2 separate regions of the Hordeum vulgare genome follow, and region 2 is linked to region 1. Evidence: chromatin contacts called from public Hi-C data. All regions are on one chromosome and are shown on one strand. Each heading gives the region's core, a stretch centred on a gene start, on an enhancer-like site or on the middle of the called end of the contact. The rest is flanking DNA. Distances are from core to core; before and after follow the strand shown. Region 1 holds the start of LOC123409968 (cystathionine beta-lyase, chloroplastic). Region 2 holds the start of LOC123411082 (probable glycosyltransferase At5g25310).

Region 1 (4,639 bases), core at 1,252-3,751:
TTCTATTGTTTTGCAAACTCTTCATTAGAATTATCATATGAAGTAAACAAACTTAAAAGTAACATGCAAACAAACATGTCTCATACATAGATAGTGGCTCACACATGATCATATGAGTCTATGAACGTCCCAAACTTTTTCTCCATAGCCTTCTACTTAACTCTACACACTTTCCGATAAGAAATGTCATACTTCCATCTGACCTTCAATGTTGTCTTGCTGTCTGGATGTGTTTTGCTTCCATGTCTTTCTTCTCTACTATCTCAACATACGTGAGTTGCACAATGAGAGTTGAATTCATGTTCGGACGATTCACCAGAAGGTTTTTCCTCACACAATTATGTGGGACGACATCAGTGACAATACAGTGGATGTTTCACTTCGGCACGTGCCCGTGCACCTTTCCAGGACAACCAATTTCAACATGTTTCACCGTATAGTTTGTTGGACTTGATATGTGTGTGCGAAAATACTCTACGTAGACATAATCCACTTTGTCATCGCATGCTTACTTTACTTTTTTTCTTCTTTATATCATACATAGCCCCTATTTGAACTTGGTTCAGATGATAGTGTCACTGAGTCTCATGGCCATCGTTGACTGTAAGACCGGTCGACATGTCTTGATATCATGAAGAAGGAATCGACACCTTCACTTCCTCCTCAAATTTTTTTAGAATCCAGATCCTTCGCCAATCCATCCTTGTCCTCCTCTCCATCACCCTCTGCATTTCCTCCCCTGCCTCGTCCCCATCAGCAAAACCACTACCAACAAATAATGTCGACTAACTACTCTACCCTAGATCATGACCATGCAAATTGTATGGCACTTAATTCAACCCTTCCCCGGGATGGCTAACATCCACATCTACTGGTTGTGATCCGGATAGACCGGTCTCGTTAGACGCTTGATTGCCCTGGTCGAGTTCATACCCCCCGCTGATTTCAGTGGTATTCCCCCCTTCGCCATAGGCTGTACTAGGGCATATGGGTGGCTCCTTTGATCTCTTCAACGCTTAACAAAGCCAACCACTTCTGCCTCCTATCTATCAGTGTCAGCTCCCATCATATGTTTTTACAAGATTTGGTCGATAAGGCATCAATGCTAACAGAACACACATCAAGATCAAGCCCAAAACTAGTTGTCAACCAGTACTTCAACTGCGTGATGTCCAATCTTTTCGGGTGTGGAAGGGTCAACTGACAACTTTTATACTCGCGAAGATCAACCCCCAACCAATTATATCGGACATTATGAGGGCCATAATAAATAGTAAAAATAACCGGTTCAAACATTTTCACCTGTCACACATTTTCATCTTGCCATCAATCACAAGGAAAAAATAATCCCCGTTAAACTAACTAAACACTAAAATCATGACTGGTACAAAATGCACCGACTAAAAATACCATCACACTAAAATTAACACTAACACTATGCAATATCATCTACACTAATTAAACACTAAAACTATATATACATAGAGAACTAATTAGAGAAATTTTTCGACGACATGGTTATACTTTCGACGCGTGAGTTGCCGGTTGCAAGCTTGTCTCTTCCTGGAGCCCGTGCACCATCGTGTCCATCACCACAACTGCCTCCCCCTCGGCTCCCAGAGGTTGCACCACGGCTACTCCCCACCAAGCCTTCCCTCCAGCCGCACCTCCTTCCTCCCAGCCACACCTACTATCCCCAACTGCACCTCCTCCTACCATGGTTCCTCCTCACCGCATCTCCAAAATGACTACCCCAAGGATATATCGAAGCTTAGGCCGTCGGGAATGGCCATGCTTCGGGGAACCGATGCAAGAATGGCGTGGAAACAAACTGGATCGAGAAAAAACCAGAAGAACATAGAGTGAGAGACATGAGCAAGCACCGGTGTCGGGAGGAAGAAGACGATCGGTCTTATCCTGACCTCTTCAATCTCACGTTGGCCAAAGACTACTCTCCGGTCACGGATTGACCAAAGTCACTCTCTTCGGCATAAGGCCCACCAACGACGGCTCTTCGGTCCAGTTAGGCCACTCTTCAGCCCGTTGTAGACCGAAAACCACACTTCGGTCTACGCGTGGCCCAAAAGCCCCTCTTCGACCTAATGAACACGAAAGACCCGCTCTTCAACCTAATTGTGCCTGACGGGGTCCTAGTTCTGATATTTTGGAGCCGACATACATTTTTGGAATATTTTATAAAAGTAATAGTGTACTAAGTACTCCCTTCGTTCCTAAATATAAGTCTTTCTAGAGATTCCACTAGTAGACTACATACGGATGTATATAGACATACTTTAGAGTTAGATTCACTCATTTTGTTCTGTATGTAGACTTCTAATGAAATCTTTTAAATGACTTATATTTAGGAACGGAGGGAGTAATAATTAAAAAAAAAATCTGGTATGCGCACCGGGAGCGAATGAAAAAGCTGATCCAATGAATCTAGACACGATAATCCAATTCCGCAAAAGTACACCAACGATCCGTCCCACTGACCATAGTAACCCACCCGTCAGTCCGTGCCACTTCGCTATCAAACCAACTCCCGCTTCCCCACTCTCGCCGACCATGGCCGCCGCCGTCGCCACCGCTGCCGCCCGCCTCTTCCTCCTCCACTCCAGCCCGCGCTCCTCCCTCCCGTGCCCAAACCCTAGCCCCAGCTCCGCCCACACGCCCCGCCTCGCCTACCCGTGCCTCGCGCTCTCCCACCGCATGGCGGCGGCCCCGGCGGCGATCGCCGGTCCCTCCGGCGACTCCGAGCGCGACCTCAGCGCGTCCGCGGTCTCCTTGGATGCGCCTGGGGCCGTAGAATCCTCGGGAGATGGTGGGTTTGTGGGGCTCTGTGCTTGTTCTGGTGGAATTAGTGTGTAAATGTTCGCCTTCCGGGTGCAGGTCTGACGAGGAAGGAGCCGAGCGTGGCGACGATACTGACCAGCTTCGAGAACTCGTTCGACAAGTACGGGGCTCTCAGCACGCCCCTGTACCAGACGGCCACCTTCAAGCAGGTAGCTAGGGTTGCAAACAGAGGGGATTGCATTGGGCAACCATGTAAACCTAAATTGAACCAATGTTTTCTCAATGTGCTTTACTTCTGTTTGGAGGCACATTATTTGTTTCATACTACTAGTTATGATTGATATTTCACATTAGGCGGCTGCTGTACCGGGGGGTAATCAGTTGACATTTTAGGGGTTCAGTGCATTTCTATCGTATGGAATAGAGTGCTCAAGTGTGCGTGGAAATTTTTGGCCGGTTGCAATCCTTTTGTAAGACAGATCTTAATCATCTCGAAGCCTGAAGAATTCTACTCCCTCTGCACCATAATATATGACGTTTTAGCAGTTCAATTGAAAGTCCTTGTGCTGAAACGTTGCTCACCATGTATACCAGGTTACGGAAATTTTAGCTGGCAAACCAAATTACCTAGTTGTAGTGATTCATCACATCTTAGTTTTTGCTAATTACATCATTTTTCTTGCTTGTCCCTCAAAACAATACTACAGTGAATGTAGTTGATACATCCCCCCTGCCATCATATTTATATTTCTACAGGAACTCTGGTATGCAGATATCAGTACTGCGAATTTGTCGAGGAATAATTGTTTTTGGTTTGACTGAAGAACTATAGCGTGCACCGTTTAGTCTGGCCCATTGCTTACACTCTTGTTTCCATGTTTCTTACCAGTAATTTTACTTTCCAGCCTTCAGCAACTGTTAATGGAGCTTATGATTATACTAGAAGTGGCAATCCTACTCGTGATGTTCTCCAGAGGTCACTCTCAGTCCAACTGCTTATTCTTATTTACTGTATGCAGTGTAAATATATGCATTATTCAGTGGCACTGATAAATTCGATCACACATTCAGCCTTATGGCCAAGCTCGAGAAGGCAGACCAAGCATTCTGCTTCACTAGTGGGATGGCAGCACTAGCTGCAGTAACACACCTACTTCAGTCTGGTAAGTATCTAACATGTACTACTTTCTTACTCTTGTGTTTCAAGCTTATTTCTATTGTATGCACTTACGAATTATTTGGCTAAACGCACAATTCTAAGGTCAAGAAATAGTTGCTGGAGAGGACATATACGGTGGCTCTGATCGTCTGCTCTCACAAGTTGTCCCAAGAAATGGAATTGTAGTGAAGTTAGTTCTTCCCTTTTCAGTTGAATGATTCTCTCATTGGTCTTTTCTCACTCACTTACAAAGTATTATATGCATTGTGGCGTGATAGACGAGTGGATACAACTAAAATTAACGATGTGGCTGCTGCAATTGGACCCTTGACTAAACTAGTTTGGCTTGAAAGTCCCACCAATCCCCGTCAACAAATTACTGATATAAAGGTAATAGTGTTGATGTATGCATACCAGTTCTCATGAAGAATATATATAATATTTGATTAATCCAGATATATTTTCTTAGGCAATATGCTTACCCCGTCCAGTGTTTTATCTACTTCACAGAAAATCGCAGAGATAGCTCATTCTCACGGTGCTCTTGTTTTGGTGGACAACAGTATCATGTCTCCAGTACTGTCCCGGCCTATAGAACTTGGAGCAGGTATAGAATCATGCAATTACTTAACTGGAAACAACACCATATCATCTTGTGCATATTATCTCAGTCTACTTCACGGC
Region 2 (4,639 bases), core at 626-3,125, 180 kb after region 1:
TGGTCGAGCCTGAAGTTGAGCCTCCTGAGCCAGACGGAGTGCAGGATCATGTGGAACATGTCGAGCCTCTCCGGCGGCTGCCGCAGCGTGAAGTGCCGCTTCACCAGCCGCACACCTTCCCGGAGCCGCTCCACCTCCGCCGTCGGTATGCCCTCCAGCACCTCCTTCAGCCTGGGGATGTCAACGACGGGCACGGACACCGAGAACGACTCCCACCGTAGCACGTCGGCGAATGGCGGCGCGTAACCTTCCGACACCAGCACGGGCACGCACTCGGCATGGATGGCCTCCACCACGCGCGGGCTCGCCACCTCGTGCCCGCTGGGGCACAGGCAGAAGCGCGAGCGGTGCATGTATGCGAAGTAGTCGCTCTGCCGGTCGCGGCCTCGCCGGTTGTGGCTGCCGCTGCTGTTGCCGCCGGTGGTGGACGGGAGGTCGTACTCGTACACGGGGAAGGTGGCCGGGTCGCGGCCCTTCCAGTGGCGGAGCAGCAGGTCGCGGACGTGGCCGTGCCGCCCGCCGGCGAAGAAGGCCAGGTAAGGCCGCGCCGACAGCCCCGGCGAGGGGCCCAGGAGCTGCCGCGGCGTGTCTCCGTCGTAGAGGTTGATCTCCGGGATGCTCACGTCCTTCCCCGGCCGGAACCCCTCCGACGTGTTGGCGTTGCAGAGCGCGCGGATGCCGTTCGCGTACAGCTCCGGGTCCCCCTTGGACGCGTCAGGACCCTACACACGGACAGTGAAGTTGTAGTTGTAGGACGGACACCTGAAGAAGAAACGAGAAATCTTATTTTGTGCATGCGCACGGCGTACCCAATCGTGGCAAGAGAGCATGAAGTGGTCGGCGCCGGCGGAGCGGTTCCAGAAGGGGTGGCGGGAGGCGACGACGCGGACGTAGTCGCCGACGAGGGAGAGGAGCGGCCCGCGGTCGTAGGAGAGTTGGCGGTACGCAAACTGCATCATCTGTGCGACGCTGAAGGGGAGGAAGAAGGCGTGCGCGCGGTCGGCGTCCCGCGTCCGGACGCCGGGCGCGGGCGGCGCCAGGAGCTCGAGCTGCTCGATGAAGCGGCCCTCGATGGTGTAGATGTCCTTGCAGGGCCCCGTGTGCAGGATCGGCGGCTCCCCTTCCTCGTACACGTACACCTTGAACCGCCTCTCCATCTCCACGTAGCTCCTGCCACGCCAGCCATGAGTACGCGCGCGTGAGTAATCGAGATCGGCCGGAGAAGGAACGCCGGATGCGGTTTGGTTTGGCATCGGCGGTGGGTGGCAGACGACGTCGACATACAATATCTTACCGGTGGAAGGCTGCCGGGTTGCGGTAGACCCTGGCGAGGAGAGCATACTCCACGTCGTCGCCGCGGAACCACGTGCCGGGAGCCGAGCTGGCGTTGTTGCCATGGCGCCGCGCCGCGCGCCGTATCGCTGCCCGCGCGGCGTCGAGCTCCCGCTCCACGCTCGGCCTCTCCACGCCGGAGACAGGGAAAACACCGCGGCCGCCGACCACGACCACGAGGATGGCCGCCGAGAGCGCAACGGCCAGCAAGCGCGCAGCAGCGGCAGCCATGTGCACAGCCCGAGCTGCCGGCCTCGACTAAACAATCAATCCCCGTCACAGTGCCTTATCGAGCACGTAGTGCTGGCACATCTGCCGGAGAGATCTGGACGGATAGCTGGATGGTCGGCCGGAGAGATCCGACGAGAGGGAGCAGGTTAACGACGATGAGCAAGGGAGGAGGTCATGAGTTCAGCGAGTGGGATTGAGTTAGCAGGGTTGCAGGTCGCGAGGGGTTGGAAACTGCCGCCAGCACAGCTAATAGCTACCAGGGATTGAGTTCAGCGGCGCCGTTCGTTCTACGCAAGCCTTCTACAAATTGGAAATCTTTTTTTTTGGATATTTTATATGCTAGAAATAGGGAATCAATAATGCGGTACTATGTATACAATTATTCCTTGGAAATACTGGTATTAATGCAGCGCGATTAATAGGAAATATTTTTGCTTCGATCTCCTCGGCCGTCTCGATCGACGCCCCTGCCTTCAATGCTCACTCGGTACTCCGTCGATCGGGCGGCTACTCCATGGAGGCGACCACGTAGTGCACAGATCACAAGGAGCCAGTGAGCTGGATGTGTGATGTCTGGGTCAATTAGACAAGGACCTCATAAAGTGTCACACGTCAGATACAAGCACATGACAACTTTAGCTGTTTTTTTATGATAAATTTAGTGACATAGGGATCGAAAATCCTTTTCGAGCTCGATCTCCATAGAGGCCTGTTTTTTCAAAATTCATATCTTTACATTTCAAGAAAATTCAAAAACAAATACAGGTACACATGAAGGCATAGCACACATATGTGTAAATTTTTAGGACGAAATAGGTTGAAACGATGTCTATGTAGAAAAACAAGTTTGTGGCTTTTTAACACGTGATACTATTCATCTCAAAAATACATGAATTTGTTTTTTTTTTTTGCATAGATCGCATATCAAGGTATTTTATTCTGAATTTTGCACACATATACATTTCATTCATGTATACTTCCAAAATATTTTACATTTTTTTGAAAGTGGAAAATTTGAATTTTGATTTTTTTCAAAAATAAAGGGCTCCGTGAAGGCCGAGCTTCAAAACACCCTACTCCATAGGGATGGCAATTTTAATTGCAAGTTACCGAGCATGGCAATTTTCGTGTTTTTGTTTATTTTTGACGCAACTTTATTGTGTGTCGCCAAAATTTGTCATCCTTGCATAACTGAAATTGGCATAAAAACAAGTCTGAACCGATGCCATGCACCTGAAGTGTGACACTTACCATTTTAATTAGACAAGAACAAGAACGAGAAGTGTGGTCAAAACGGATTAATTTCATTGGTCTCATGACCAATGACGTTGAGGACGTGGGTCAAGTTTACCACGTTTTTACAACAAATTGTGGCAAACCCAAAATAAATAAATATGGTAGTTATAAGTGCGAAAGATTAGGCAAAAGTGCTAATGATAAGTGTGGTATGCTCCAAAGAAATACTCACTTCGTTTCTAAATATGTTTTTTTAGAAATTTCACTACAGACTACATACGGATATATATAGACATATTACGGAATGTAGGTTCAATTATTTTGCTCTGTAGGTAGTTTATAGTGAAACTTTTTAAAAAAAACTTATATTTAGGAACGAAGGGAGTGTATGGCAGTGAAATAAATTGTTGCTGCAAATAGGTACCACACTTGTGGCTAAGCGTGGTTAGATGCGGCTATGATCCAAACAGACCCTATATAGTTTACGCTAGCGATGGATGGTGGATGGACAAAAATGTTTGGTCTATCGGTATATATAGTACACCCTATATGAATACAATGCTCCCTTTATTCAAAAATACTTGTCGGACAAATATATGTATTTACATGTATAGTTTTAGATATATTCATTTTTATTTATGTCACGACAAGTATTTTCGGACAGAAGGAGCGGTAACAAAACAACAAGTGAAAAAATGTTGAAAACATTTCAGAAATAAACTTGACCTTTCATTGTACTTGCGAATAAGATTGACAAAAAATCCCATTGACTTTTTTTTAGAAAACAAAATTTCCCACTAAAATAGTGTGAATAGTGACCTGTATATAATAGCAATAAATTAACTTTTTCCTGAAGTCATGCTGGTTTATTATACATGAAAATTTATATGTTAGTGCAAAAAAAGTTAAGTTTTATTTGAAATATATATTTTTAAATTTTTTAGAATTATAAATATTTTATGTCATATCAGGTGTTTATACACCCAAGAATCAAAGGGCAATTTCCGAGTGATGGATCCATTTTCTAGAAGGTATTTTTTGGGTGGAGAGAGCATTTAGATGCATCATCAAGTTTTTTTAGCAGACGGTGTCTTTCCAATTGTTGGGCATGTTTGGTTCCTGACCAAAGTTTGCCATGCTTTTCCAATTAGTTGTGCAAGCTTCAAAAAAGTGTGAAGAATAAAATGATTGTTACATATGTAGAAGATTAAGAAAAAGTATGAGTTAGTGATACGTGGGATACACTGCGGAAAATATGTGATGTCACAGACATGGCAATAAAACAAACAATTGCCACAAACAGCTTGGCACAATTTTGCATGGTTTTTTGTCTCCCAATGTCGCATGACTTTTTTCGTCTCTTCTCCCACCACCTCCTCTCACCCTCGTTCATCGGTTAGTTTTTCTCTCCTAACGTCTAACAAATCATGAATTTAACTTTCTTAAGTTATCCAAATCAATTGATCCTCTTATTAGTGCAACTTGTTTTAGTAACAAATAACATATTTTCAGAAAAAGATAATAACGAATTTTAAGGAAATTAGCAACTAAATCATGACAAACAAATCTTTACTCCTAATAGGAGACTTGGTAGCCGGCGTTCCAAGATTTCTTTCGTCTATCCTCTCACCTTTGTGTGGGGTTTTTTAGTCCTTCCTTCCACCGTCAACTATTTCATGTGGGGTTTTTGCATCATCACCTTTCACCATCCGATTCCTTTGGTTTTTTTTTTGCTTTACCTTCCACACAACGAAAAAAAAATCTAAAAGGATCCGAAATTTCCATGCGGTCATAAGTTATTTAGTAATGTCTTTATGTGAAAAAAAACAATCATTATTAA

Evidence for each region. A called contact is a pair of places that touch in the nucleus more often than the background predicts.
Region 2: a contact with region 1 is called in a Hi-C map of seedling, with 3 times the contacts expected there. The contact joins the promoter of LOC123411082 here to the promoter of LOC123409968 in region 1. A contact is called at or near these places in 2 of 6 Hi-C or Micro-C datasets (leaf and seedling).

The regions. Positions count from the first base shown.
Region 1 is chr7H:52,993,567-52,998,205 of MorexV3_pseudomolecules_assembly, forward strand. LOC123409968 (cystathionine beta-lyase, chloroplastic) reads left to right here and starts at 2,502. Exons shown (of 12, transcript XM_045102837.1): 1 at 2,502-2,824; 2 at 2,893-3,005; 3 at 3,702-3,772; 4 at 3,868-3,959; 5 at 4,058-4,145; 6 at 4,234-4,345; 7 at 4,466-4,562. The coding sequence starts at 2,569.
Region 2 is chr7H:53,170,488-53,175,126 of MorexV3_pseudomolecules_assembly, forward strand. It overlaps LOC123411082 (probable glycosyltransferase At5g25310), which reads right to left and starts at 1,876. Exons shown (of 3, transcript XM_045104001.1): 1 at 1,295-1,876; 2 at 810-1,170; 3 at 1-722. The coding sequence starts at 1,563.